Linked DNA regions of Pan troglodytes: region 1 is linked to region 2. A link is a contact called in public HiChIP or PLAC-seq data. All regions are on one chromosome and are shown on one strand. Each heading gives the region's core, a stretch centred on a gene start, on an enhancer-like site or on the middle of the called end of the contact. The rest is flanking DNA. Distances are from core to core; before and after follow the strand shown.

Region 1 (6,884 bases), core at 130-2,629, 200 kb after region 2:
ACTGTCGGGGAGCCCTGGACACTGGCTGTCTGAGAGCGCTTGGTCAGCTGGCACCTGCCATTTGCTGGACGTGGGGCTGCGGAGACCCCACGGCTGGGCTTCTCTCGCCTGAGAGCAGGCCCAGCCACAGGCTACCTCCCACAGGGCCCCCTGAGACCACACTGCCTGCAGCAGCTCCCCCAGGCCCCCTCCCCCTGCCCGGGCAGCACTCAGCACTGCATCTCCATCTGCTCACTCAAGTCGCAGGGCCTGGGGGTTGGTGCCTCCATCTTGTTCTGCTGGGGGCCTCCCGCATCTAGAGCAGGAACGTGTGCGGAAGAAAACCACTCATGCAGGGAGAGGGGGACCTCCCAGTCCAGGCCCTGCTGCTGACCCTTTCCCTGAACACCAACCCATGGCCTCCAGGCTGGGGCCCCTTGAAGGACGGTGGGCCACTCGGGTGGCCTGGGTTCAGGGCCGGGCTCCACAGCTGAGTTCTGGAGGGAGGGCACAGACGACTGGGGGCTGGGAGGGGCCAGGTGAGGGGTAGGAACAGCCAGGGAGCCCTGCAGGAGGGGTGCCCAGCATAGCCCCAAAGCTTCTGGGGCTGGGCAGGGCAGAAACTGCCAAGGAGTCCCAGAGCCCCGAGTGGCGTCTGGTGAGGGCCCCTGACCCTGATCTCTGTAGACCCCACTCCTTCCGTGAGGGTGGCAGCCACTCCAGGGCCCAGCAGGGCCGAGGGAGAGGCAAGTGGCCTGGGCCCATGGGGCACTGGGCACAGCCAAGTGTGGCACCAGGGTGCCTGGGCAGCTGCTGCCACCACGTGGCCGACTTTGAGGTCGCAGAGCCCGGGGTCCAGGCAGGAAAGCCCCTCAGCTGCCCCCAGGGCCCTGGCCCAGGCCCCTGGCCCAGGCCCCTGAGGCCCAAGTGAGTCACCTGGACTTTGTCACTTCGCCTCTGGTTTCTTGGTTAAGGAGCTTGAGTTCCCCGCCTTTTGTAAAGAAACGGTGGTGGCGACGGCGGATTTCAAGCTTTATTTACTCCTGGAATGGTCCTGGGAGGAGAGGCGGCTCCGCAGAGCCGGAAACGGGGGCGGGAGCTGTTGGGTGCAGCCGGGAGGAGGCAGGTGCCGGGGCGGGCCGGGCAGCCATCGGGGTAACGGAGGGGGCTCCGGCCCGGGGGCTGCCCGGACGGGAAAGGGGACACGGGCGGGGCTCCCCCACCTGGGCCCCCCACCCTCACGCCAGGCCCCCCTGTGCGGTGCAGGACGAAGGAACCCTGGCCTCAGTTTCCCTACAGGCTGGGATCAGGGCCCCTGGGGTTCCGACTGCCTCGGAGGGGGGCGGCCTCACTGCAGAGGTCTGGAGGAGGGGCCTGGGGCGGGGGCGGGGCCTGGAGGGGCGGGGGCGGGGCTTGCGCTCACTTCCGCCCGGCGCGGGCTTGGATGGAGGCGGCGCGGAGGCCGCGGCTGGGGTTGAGCCGCCGGAGGCCGCCCGCGGCGGGCGGGTGAGGCCGGGGGCCGGGCGGGGGCGCGGCCGGTTTTCCCGCTCCCACGTGCTTCCCGGCGCCCCCGCGGGCCTCCCGCTCTATTCGTCCCGTGGGGAGGGCTCCCTGCCCCCGGGCCCGGCCCCCACGCCCGTCGCCCCACCCCGCGCCGCCATTCAGCGCCCGCCTTGAGCCCCCACCCCACCTCGAGCTTCCCCCGCGCCGCCCCAGGCCCTCCCGCGCCTCTCCCATCATCGCGTCTCCCCTGAGCACCCCCCCATCTAACCCTCTATCTTCCCCAGGCCCTCCGCAATCTCCCCAACCATCGCCTCATCCCGCTGAGGACCCCATATTTCCACCCACCCACCCCGCTCCCCCACCCCCAGTACCCCTCATCTCCGCACTGTCTGCCCCAGCAGCCCTTCCCCCAACCCTGCCGGCCACCTCCCGCACCATCGAATTTCCCTCTAGTACCCCCCATCTCCCCGCTGTCTCTGCCCCAGGCCCTCCCGGGTCTCCCCCACCATAGCGTTTCCCCTACTGAGTACCCCCTGTCTGCCTTCTCTGTCTGCCCCCTCTGTCTGCCCCAGGCCTTCTGGCGGCCGCCCCTGGTTTCTCCTGGGGGGTGAGGAGCGGGAGCGGCTCTGGGCCGAGCTACTGCGCACGGTGAGCCCGGAGCTGATCCTGGATCACGAGGTGCCTTCACTGCCCGCCTTCCCAGGACAGGTGTGCCCACCGGGCCCATCGTAGCGGTGGAGGGGTTTCCAGGGCGGGAGCCACCGCTGGGCAAGGCCCAACAACTCTGTGTTGCAGGAGCCCAGGTGCGGCCCGGAGCCCACTGAAGTCTTCACTGTCGGAACCAAGACCTTTTCCTGGACACCCTTTCCGCCGGACCTGTGGGGCCCGGGCCGTTCCTACCGGCTGCTTCACGGGGCAGGAGGGCACCTGGAATCCCCCGCCAGGTCCCTGCCCCAGCGCCCGGCACCTGATCCCTGCAGGGCCCCCAGGGTGGAGCAGCAGCCGTCTGTGGAGGGTGCCGCGGCCCTGCGCAGCTGCCCCATGTGCCAGAAGGAGTTCGCCCCCAGGTGAGTAGGCCACCCCTGCGCCCGGCCCGGTTGTCCATCTGTGTTTGGAAACCACAGCCGTTCAGAAGGTCAAGAGGTGGCCGAGCTCAGCGCTGGCTTTTAAAGCCCTGTTTCACACTGGAAAGGTGGCCCAGTGCTGTGGCCTGGCATGTCCAGGTGGCTCTCTGTCACGGGTCTGGGGTCCACCTGCTTGCCGTGCTCTGTGGGCAGGGCAGGCTGGGGGCCCACAGAACAGCACAGAAGGAAGGCTGGGCGCACTGGCCCCGGGTCCACCTGGCCATCCTGGAATCTGGTGGCACCAGCGTCCCCAGGCCCAGAGCACAGGAACACCTTCCCGAGAGTGGGTCATGGGTTTTAAAAATGAAGATCATCTTTTTTGTCTGGAGATGCTTTTTCTTATTTTTGAAACCCAATGTATATTTTTATGTATTTTTTAAGTAAAGGGGAATGGAACCCAGTTTTGCTAACAAGATAACCCAAACTGCCCAGTGCCTGGCCTTGTGTCTGGCGACCTCTGGGCCCTTGGCCTCCGGAGCAGGTACTGGGGCTGGGGTGGTGTGAATGATGCTGGTTTGTAACTTTTGGTTGAGTTAATGGGCGGCAGGTTTCAGAGCTTATGGAGACCAGGTCCTTCAGTCATGCCTGATGCCCCTGGTCTTCCAGAAGCAAAAACAGCTCGGGAATGCGAAGGGACCGGAGTCCAAAGTTGGCAGCCAACAACAACAACAACAAAAGAAAAGGCCGGGCACGGTGGCTCACGCCTGTAATCCCAGCCCTTTGGGAGGCTGAGGCAGGTGGGTTGCTGGAGCCCAGGAGTTTGAGACCAGCCTGGGCAACATGGCAAGATCCCATCTTTACACGCCTGGGCGTGGTGGCGCGTGCCTGTGGTCCTAGCTACTCTGGAGGCTGAAGTGGGAGGATTCCCTTGAGCCAGGAATTGGAGGCTGTAGTGATGTATGATTGCACCACTGCACTCCAGCCTGGGTGACAGAGTAAGACCCTGAATCACGAACAGAGGGTACTGTTGGGAGCCCTGGGGAGAAATCCATGCTCTTGGCTGAAGCTCTGAGATCCTTGTTGCTGTCAGGGTGCTGCCCCCCGCCCCCCGGGGAGGGGCTTTTGTCTTTGCATCGCCTGCTTTTCCAGATAGTCTAAAAAAAGACTTCTGAAGACAAGGACGTTCACGAGGAAAAACTTGCCATTTTGAGCTTTTTAAGCAGTTGCTGAAAGCTTGGCAGACTGCCTCGATTTTTCCTAAGTAGGCGTCAATGAAGTCAGGTCCAGGCCTTGGTGTGTCTGGAATGCTTCAAGCACATTCGAACACTTGATCGTAAGGGAGAGCCGGTACTTTGGAACCGGAACTCACCCGAGGCTGTGGCCACCGCATGGGCAGGCTAGCTGGGGGACAAGCCCCATATCTTTGGGAACAAGGGTTTGCACAGCCACCCTGGGATGCCCTGGGACTCCTGACCGCACAGGACCCCAGCAGGGAGGCCGCCTGGATTGGAGGGTCTGGTCTAACAGCCGGACTTGGTCTTGAACCGTCGCCCTGTCCCGCACAGGCGCCTGCTGAGCCTGGAGCCCTGGCAGAGGCGGGTCTGGGGAGTGGAGCTGCCGGGAGACCTCCCATTTCTCACAGCCTTGGTGTTCTCCGGGTCACCCAGAGGACCGTCAAATGCTGGATTTGACAAACTATGTAGAATGTTCTTTGTGTCTTTAAGATCTTCTTGTGGTCCTATTTGGACATTTTGTGCATTTTCAGACACCTGCAGGTCACGTGGGTGGATGGGAAGCTGGGCACCTGGTGAGGGGTGAGGATGTTGAGGGCCGGAGCTGCGTTTTGTCTCTGTTGATGTGGCGAGGCCCTGGGTTGGTCACTGGGATTTTTTTTTTTTTTTTTTCGAGACGGTGTCTCGCTCTGTCGCCCAGGCTGGAGTGCAGTGGCATGATCTCGGCTCACTGCAACATCTGCCTCCCGGGTTCAAGCGATTCTCCTGCCTCAGTCTCCCGAGTAGCTGGGATTACAGGCGCCACCACACCCGGCTAATTTTTGTATTTTTAGTAGAGACAGGGTTTCACCATGTTGGTCAGGCTGGTCTTGAACTGATCTCAGGTGATCCGCCCGTCTTGGCCTCCCAAAGTGCTGGGATTACAGGTGTGAGCCACCGCGCCCGGCTGGTCATTGGGATTTTAACAGCCCTGAGGCCCCTCACGCTGCCAGGTGCCAGCCCACCCTGCAGCCCTGCTCCCCTGCCCACACGCAGAAGCCACCAGAGGCTTCTGGACTGAGCCCCCACTGTCCTGCAGCCGGGCTGGCCTGTCCACACCACAGGGCCTGCTCAGCTACTGAGCAGAAGTGTCACGGACAGGGCAGATCAGGCCGGGACAAAGCTCTTCCGCCACAGGCGGGGGTCTGAAGCCATCTCAGAGGGCCCCCAAACAAGGGACACTGCCTGGAAACCCCGGGACAAGATGACCTCGGTTCAGATCTTAGCACCTTCTGGCAACCTTAGAGAAAGCTTGTGGAGGGAGGGGCTGGTTCCCAGGATGGGCAGAAGCCGGAAAGTCTCAGACTGAGTGACCCTCGGGGGCTTCAGAAGGCACTGGGTGGGCTCTGCCAGAGTGAGAAGGCAGCTGATGGCTGCTGGAGCCAGCCCCGGGAGTGGGGGTCCAGCTATGGTCTGGAGAGGGGGACTTGAGGGTTGCAGTGGCCACACAGACGGGGCACAGGAGCCAAAGGAAGGGACACAGCAAAGCCCAAGGGTAAAACAGCGTGCCGTGGACTGGTCTGAGGGCAGAGGCTGTAGGGGAGCGAGGGGCGGTGTGGCTGACAGGTGGACACAGGGACACGTGTCCTGTGGACTTGGCCGCTCAGTGGGGGTGTGTCCCCCAGCAGTGGCGTGTGAGGGATGGTCACTCTGATGGGACACTGACCACTTGGCCTCCAGCAAGATCTAGGCCCAAGTCTAGGCTGAAGCCGCCCACTCAGCCCCGGGACATCGTCCCCGGCAGCTCTGCTGAGCATGCCAGCTACGGCACTCTCCGGGAGTCATGGCCGGAAGTCAACTGTTCTGGCTTCCAGGGCCACACCTTGGCCAAGGCTGGTGATGGTCATTTCCAGCCGCTCCAGTTGGGCTGATGGGGCCACATGAGGCCGGGGATAGAAGGTGGCTGCGCTCAGACACCCCTCCCGGCCCCACTGGATGCCCAGGGCGCTGACCTGCAGGACTCGGATGGGTTTTCTCCTGCCACCCCTGCCTGGCCAGCCACCATCCCAGCGCCAGCGCCCTCCTGAGAGGTGCAGGGGCCGCGTGGGGCCTCCCAGAGTGGCAGGTTGGCAGCCTGCACGCCGGTGACGGTGTCCTTCTCCGTGGTGAGGCTTGGTCCCTCCTCGCCAAAAACACCAATTCTCTGACGTGAGCTGCACAGCCACCGCCCAGCCATGTCTACTCTTCCGCCTCCTGTAGACGCAGCGGCGGCGGCTCTCCCTGGCAGGCCACCCGCCGTCCTGCCTTTTCTCCGGGTCAGGCCGCCTGTCTGCCGGGCTCCACGATGAGCGCGCTGTCGAGCTGAGCAGGCGCCAGAATCCCATAGAGGGGCTTGTTCAGACACAGCTTCCCCACCCCCAGCTCGGACGCAGGGGCCTGGCTGAGAACCTCCGGCCTGGCGTGGCCTCCTCACGGGCACAGTGTGGAAACACCACCGGCGGTTACCGTGGTCTGCCGGGTGCATGAGCCCCTGGGGTGGCCCCGTCCCTTGTTTCTGACCAGCCGGATCCTCTCCAGCGGCAGGAGCAGAGAGGGCCCGGAGGGCCAGACGGTGCTCTCTGCGGCCAGCATGCCGCGGAGGTGGCCGAGTGAGTGTGGCCCCTCCCTTGCAGGCTGACCCAGCTGGATGTTGACAGCCACCTGGCCCAGTGCTTGGCCGAAAGCACAGAAGACGTGATGTGGTGAGCGCCATCCAAGAGCCCTGCGCAGAGTGCGGCGCCCGGACACGCTCTCCCCCGCCAGAAGCCCCGCCTCTCGGCTCCCCCGCATGCGCATTAAAGCAGGGCGGGCTCCTGTCTGTCTCTGTGTTGTGATGAAACGTCTGCCGCTTTTCTTCCTGACGTTTGGTTTAGGGCAGATTCACTGCGGTGCAATCAGAACCAGACACAGCCCCAGGCGGGGAAGCTGACCCCTTTCCCCTGGCGCCCCCACTGTGGACAGCGGACGGGCTGAGGGTAGCTCGTTTTCCTAACTTTGTGGACAGGCGTGGTTAGCTCATGTGCAGTCACGGTTTGTTTGTTTGTTTGTTTGTTTGAGACAGGGTCTCGCTCTGCCGCCCAGGCTGGAG
Region 2 (6,567 bases), core at 1,425-3,924:
TCAGGTGGCAGGCAACAGGTGGCCAGACGCAATCCCGCCCTCAAGTGCCTTGGCTCTCCCATCACAACTGATGCACTGAAGTGATCCAGGCAGCTCCCTCCACGTCATCAAGTCTGTGCAGAATGTGGCTCCATGACACCGTTCCTGGATCCTCTGTGCAGAGTGCCAGGCTGCTCAAGGAGACCGAGGGGCCCTTTGGTCTCGCGGAGCCGTGTAAACCAGACACAGAGGAGGAGCACCTTTACTCTCCACTGAAAGAACTCCATATTTAAATAGAGGCTACACTAAAATGCGTCACCTGGAATGGCCACCCTATTTAGGCCAAAGCCAGGCCATCTGAAAGCCACCCGTCACATTGTTCGTCCTATAGCTCCTTGTAAGTTTCCCTGTTTTACTCAGACTGTTTCCCATTAAAGCACTTTTACTGGACTGGAGGTGATGAGAGTAATGTCAGGGAGAAAATACCCAGCTCTCCCGCCAAAGGGTGTTCTCTAGGCAAAGCTCAGAACTTCTCACTCTCCAACTGAACATGTAGAAAACCTACTCAAAACGCCATCAGCCAATTCTGCTTGTCTGACACACACAACACGTATACCAAACACACACGTATACTAAACACAGCTTGCACCCTGACTGAACGCATTGCCAGGAATAGCCTGAGGCAGGGCAGCAGGAGCAAGAACGTGAACTTTGGACTCCAACGGCCTGCTTTCAGATCCTGGCTCTACCACTCTCTGCCAGTGTGACTAGGACAGGCTATTCCAGGATGCCTCAGGTTCCAGTCTGTGAAATGGGACAACAGCACCTCTCATGCCTTCTCCACGAGGCTCTCGTGAGGAATCAGTGGGCAGCCCATGGAGCACCCTTGGAGCCGGGCAAGGCAGTGCCAGCCCTGTTCCTGGATCAGGGCCAGCCCTCACAGCAGCTGCCCCCCCTGCAGTCCTCTTCTCCGCTCAGTTTGAAGGCCACCTCCTCTTCAGAGGCCTCCGTTACCGCCCACACTGACCCCCAGTCCCTTACATCACATCACCCTATTTTTATTTTGTGTACAACTGTTTCCTGATACCTTTCTGGTTTACTTCTCAATTTTCTCCTGCTAGAATGAAGCTCCTTGAGGGGTCCCTTGTCTGGTTCGGGGCTGGGCCCTGCCACCTGGAAGTCCATTACATAGTAGACAGCCCATCAATTACCTGTTGAAGGTGACTGCTTTATGCCTGGTCACAAACAAAACAGAAAGGGAGATAAAACCAGTCCAAGCAGAGACCATGAGGACGTGCCAGAAAGTGTAAGACTCTCTATGTGCCTTGTTCCAGGCCTGTCACATTCATCCACATCTGTGGTCCATCATTCTGCACGTGGAAAGGATGAAGTCCTCTGCCTGGCGTCCGGGAGCATTGACAGTCTGGGTCCCGCCTTTCTCTTCACGTCCCCATCCCCAATTCCTCCGGGACTAAGAAAGCCCCCGGCTGCCGTGCACCAAGCTTCACGCCTCTGGTGTTGTTCAGTCCTCTGAAATGCCCTCCCAGACCCCGTCTCTTCCTTCTTCCCAAGGCCACATTCCAGCCTGGGCTCCCCCCTCCTCTGGGCCTGACCATCTTATATCTCCACCTGGCTCTGACACACTGTTACTGCCGTCGCCGTCACCTCAGGCATACGGCAGAAGCCATGTGAGAGTCTGAATTACTGAGAACCCTTTATCCACTTACGGGGATAACTGCATCTTCCTGGGAAATGTCAACTCAACCAAAAATAAAGTGCTTCCAGGACTAGCGGCCAGTCTCTACTCTTCATAAAGGGAAAAGGGCGAAAGCCCACTGAAGGTACTTAGGCTGAAAGCAGCCCTCTGTGCTGTAAGACACCTGGCAGAGAAACGAACGATACCTTTATCAGTGGGGCCACAGACCAGTACTAAGTCAGCCTGGAAAATTTATGATTTTATTGCCTATTTAGAATACGATCAAAACCGATGTAACTAGTTTCCCTTCAGCCCGTCAGTAACGCCTTCACCCCAGAGCTTAACACTAAATCCTACAGATAAGCGCTGACCTGGACGCAGGATGGGGAGAGGGCACATTACTCTGGAATACAGCCCAACTCGCAGCGCTGTGGGGGCCGCGACTGCCCGCTTCCCCCAGATGCCAAGCAGGGGATGCGGACGAGATGCGGCCCGGGTGGCTCGAGGGCTGCAGCCCCCGCCCGGCCCCTCTCCCGCTCCCCCGACCCTCGCAGGCCCCAGGGCTCCGCCGCACCCCCCAGCACCCCGTCCCGGGCCCGACCCCGAGGCGCGACCCGTACCCCTCAGGGCCGCGGGTCGGGAACACGGTCCCCGCGGCCACCCGGGCCCCGACGGCCCTCCCCGCCCGGCCCTCAGCGCGGCCCCGCCCGCCCGCCCGCGGCCTTGACAGCCCGGAAGGAGCGGAGGCGGCGCTGCCCGGCCGTTCCCGCGCCACGCAGCCCTTCCTGGCACCTCGCAGCTCCGCTACGGCCGAGCCGCGGTCTCCCTCACGGCCGCGGGAAGGAGGACGGCGGGGCACGGGCGGCCGCAGGCGCTGCGCTCCGGCTCCGGGAAGCTGCAGCGAGCACTTCCGCTCCGTCCTCCGCGGCGCCGCCTCCAGGGCCCCCAAGATGGCGCGAGGGCGGGGCCAAGGGCTCCAACCATTTCCGCTTCCGGCTCAGACGCGCAGGCCGTTGGCGGGCGGGCCTCTCGGCGGAAGAGACGACAGCGGCGGAAACGCGCACAGGCGCAGCTGCGTCCTCTGGCTCCGGGCCCGGCTAGCTTCGCTCCAGAGATTGCGCGGGCTCAGGGACTAGGCCCGTGGCCACACCCCTCCTTGCGACAAAGACCAATGGAAGCGGGCGTTGCTGGTCGCTAAGGGAACCCTCGGCGGCAAGATGGCAGCGGCTGGCGAGGGCACCCCGAGCTCCCGCGGGCCGCGTCGGGACCCGCCTAGGCGGCCGCCCCGGGACGGTAACGACTGCGGGCCACGGGACAGGTCGCTGGCTGCCCTGGGCTCCATTCAGGGTGCGATCGCTCTACGCCCTCGACCCCCAAATGCTCACCTCGGAAAGTAGAGGTCCAGGTGCCGCGGCGGAGCCAGGGCCGCCCCCGCGTCCCCCACTCCCACAGGACTCGCCGTGCGCCTCCTCGGGCCCGGCTCGCACCCTTCCCCGAGCCCTCCTCCCGCAGCAGGCCAAGCCCTGCAGGGGGTCGCCCCCCGCGGGCTCCTAGCAGGGAAGACCGGGTTCCGGCCGCAGCCTCACAACCAGCGGGACCTGGGGTTGCCATGGGGATCCCGAAGCCCAGGACGTGGGGCGAGGGCAGGCGCAGGAGCAGCACCAAGCCTCCTGACTTCCTGGCCGGTGCTGTCCAGAAACGCTAGGACGCGTTTCAAAAGCAGTTTTTGCCTGTACTTCCAGCACTTTGGGAGGCCGAGGCGGGTGGATCACCTGAGGTCAGGAGTTCGAGACCAGTGTGGCCAACATGGCGAAACCCCGTCTCTACTAAAAAATACAAAAATTGGCCGGGGGTGGTGCCTCCTGCAGTTCCAGCTACTCGGGAGGCTGAGGCAGGAGAATCGCTTGAACCCAGGAAGCGGAGGTTGCAGTGAGCCGAGATCGCGCCGCTGCACCCCAGCCTGGGCGACAGAGCAAGACTCAGTCTCAAAAAAAAAAAGAGCAGGTTTTGATAGGAACTGTTTCTAGAATCAAATAAACGGGTCTGGAATGAACTCAGAGCTAACACTAGTATCTTCAGGTAGAACCTGACCCTGATTTGGGACAGATACAGTAGCCTGTAGTAACCCCCTGCCCTCCTCCCCGACATTTTCCCATAAACCCTGCCCCCAAAATGTGCCTGAGGAGCTGGTAGGGAGGGAGCCCTGCCCATTCCTGGAACTGCAGGAGTTGGCGGGTGGCACACCCAGCAACTAGGAGGAGATGAAGCCGGCCAGGCCGTCCTTGGGTATGAGTGTGGATTTTCTCCCCAGCGATAGGAGGCCACTGAAGGGCCACAGCAGGGGATGGGAGAGTCTGCTCCTCCCTTGTGTGCCTCACTGACACTGCTGCTCTGCCTTCCCCTGGCTCACTCATCTCCTGCAACAAGGCTCCCAACCTGCCCCTCACCACCTCCCGAGCACCTCTGGTCTCTCAAGGACCTGCACTTGTTTCAAGCCAGCCCTCTTACTGGGCCTGTCTTCTCTGCACCAAGTAGGTCCTCATCCTTGTCACATAAACAAATGAGCAAATGAATGGCCCAACAGTCGACAGGAGAGCTCATGAGCCCCACAGGTCGCCTCTGGTCTGCTGAAGGTGACGTGTACCAACCCCTTGAAGGCCCTCAAGGGAGCTGCACTCCCTCCTTCAGCACTGGAGAGCATCCCTCATCTCTGTGTCTGTGCTTACCTGTGTATGTCTTCTCAATACTCAGGTTATGGTGTCTACGTATACCCAAATTCCTTCTTTCGATATGAAGGAGAATGGAAAGCAGGGAGGAAGCACGGTGAGAAGCCTCTGTGGTCTCTTCTTGCAGCTGCTGCCCCACAGCTGATGAAACCAGTTTCTCCCCGGGAGGTTGGGTGGGCAAGTGGCATTTCCTGTAGCTTTCGAGCCCATTGTACCCTGGTGCTTCCCTGGCTGCTCAGGGTAAGGCCGGATGGGCAGGGGAAACAGAGGCCTGGGAGACCCCCCTGGAGGGCCACCTTTAGCAAAGGAAGCTGCGACTTTGAAATTCTCCCTAGAGGTTGAGTTCATTTGTCTTTTCCAGACTGAAAACTGGCTTTATGGTTTATTTCCGATTATAAAGAGAACCTACTCTTGTAGTAAATCCAAGTAATAGAAGAAAGAAAGTGTAAAGTCAAGCCAAGCACAGTGGCTCACGCCTGTAATCCCAGTACTTTGGGAGGCCAAGGTGGGCGGATCACTTGAGGTCAGGAGTTCCAGAACAGCCTGACCAGCATGCTGAAACCCTGACCCTACTAAAAAGACAATAATAGCTGGATGTGGTAAGGCACACCTGTAATCCCAGCTACTTGGCAGGCTGAGCCAGGAGAATCCCTTGAACACAGGAGGCAGAGGTCGCAGTCAGCTGAGATTGTGCCACTGCACTCCAGCCTGGGTGACAGAGACTCCATCTCAAAACAGAACAAAAAAAGCAAGTATAAAGTCGATAACACCTGTACCCCCACCAACCCCAGGCAAGTGCCGTGAACCTTCGGTGGTGTGGACGTTCTTGCCACTGTGCTCCTCCCACGCAGTTTTGTATCTGCTCTCTGCCAGTTTTGTTTCTTTTCTTTTTTTTTTTTTTTTTTTGAGACAGAGTTTTGCTCTTGTTGCCCAGGCTGGAGTGCAATGCTGCCATCTCGGCTCACTGCAACCTCCGGCTCCCAGGTTCAAGTGATTCTCCTGCCTCAGCCTCACGAGTAGCTGGGATTACAGGCACCTGCCACCACGCCCGGCTAATTTTTGTATTTTTAGTAGAGATGCAGTTTTGCCATGTTGGCCAGGCTGGTCTCGAACTCCTGACCTCAGGTGATCTACCCACCTCGACCTCCCAAAGTGCTGGGATTACAGGCATGAGCCACTGCGCCCAGCCACTCTGCCCAGTTTTCTTTTCTCTCTCTTTTTTTTTTTTTTTTTTTTTTTTTGAGACAGTCTTGCTCTGTCGCCCAGGCTGGAGTGCAGTGGCGCAATCATGGCTCTCTGCAGCCTCAACCTCCTGACTCAAGGGATCCTCCCACCTCAGCCTCCTGAGCAGCTGGACCCACAAACACGTACCACCACACCTGGCTAATTTTTAAAATTTTGTGTAGAGACGGGGTCTCTCCGTGTTGCTCAGGCTGGCTGCCTGCACTTCAATTCCTGTACTTGTTCTGGCTGAAGGCGCCGGCCGCTCAGGTGTGTTTCAGCAGATATTTTTGAGAACATTTTTTTATTTTTAAATACATGTACAGCATGAGTGATGGAGCCAAACACAAGTTTTGAAGCCAAGCTCTTCGTTCTGAGAAACAGGCCCAACACTGCACAGTGTCATTCGCAGTCAACCCAACCACTGTCTGAGTTCACATGACGATTTCTCCTGCCAGGTCACGGGAAGTTGTTATTTAAAGATGGCAGTTATTACGAAGGGGCGTTTGTGGACGGAGAGATCATGGGAGAAGGCCGCCGGCACTGGGCCGGGTCAGGTGAGCTCCAGCCGGGATGGCACATTCACTCCTTTCTCATAACCCCTCGGGCTCAGTTGGTCCCCCGAGTCTAGACGCAGAAGGCGTGACATGTAGACGGGAAGCTTTGTGCCGTGAGGGGCCTGGCCTACCGAGAAGCCCTGGGGACCTGACTGAGGCTCTGTGGTCACCACTGAGAGCAACTCAGGCTTCCGGAGACACTTTTCTAGAATAAAGATTTATCTGTGCCAAGTTACACTATTTCTTTTTTATTTAAAGCTATTTCAGCCACATTGAATCCCTAGATGGGAAACCAGCTCTGGGGACTCGTTGCCGGGAGCTGTGTGTCCAGGAACCTCAGACCCTCACGCCAGAGGGGTCGGTGGGTTCTCAGTGGAGGTGTTTTCTC

What was found. HiChIP or PLAC-seq counts read pairs in DNA pulled down with a chosen protein or histone mark.
Region 1: a contact with region 2 is called in an H3K4me3 HiChIP or PLAC-seq map of stem cell-derived excitatory neurons, with 7 times the contacts expected there. The contact joins the promoter of FAAP20 here to the promoter of MORN1 in region 2. A contact is called at or near these places in 5 of 7 Hi-C or Micro-C datasets (blood, induced pluripotent stem cells, a lymphoblastoid cell line and 1 more), 1 of 1 datasets of contacts at active chromatin or transcription factors (stem cell-derived excitatory neurons) and 1 of 1 other capture datasets (stem cell-derived neural stem cells).

What each region holds. Positions count from the first base shown.
Region 1 is chr1:229,806,337-229,813,220 of NHGRI_mPanTro3-v2.0_pri, forward strand. It overlaps FAAP20 (FA core complex associated protein 20), which reads left to right and starts at 1,380. Exons shown (of 4, transcript XM_016952481.3): 1 at 1,380-1,485; 2 at 2,055-2,190; 3 at 2,278-2,549. The coding sequence starts at 1,424.
Region 2 is chr1:229,601,050-229,607,616 of NHGRI_mPanTro3-v2.0_pri, forward strand. MORN1 (MORN repeat containing 1) reads left to right here and starts at 2,675. Exons shown (of 14, transcript XM_016952519.4): 1 at 2,675-3,022; 2 at 4,427-4,498; 3 at 6,081-6,179. The coding sequence starts at 2,893. RER1 (retention in endoplasmic reticulum sorting receptor 1) reads right to left here and starts at 3,142. Exons shown (of 7, transcript XM_016952566.2): 1 at 3,061-3,142.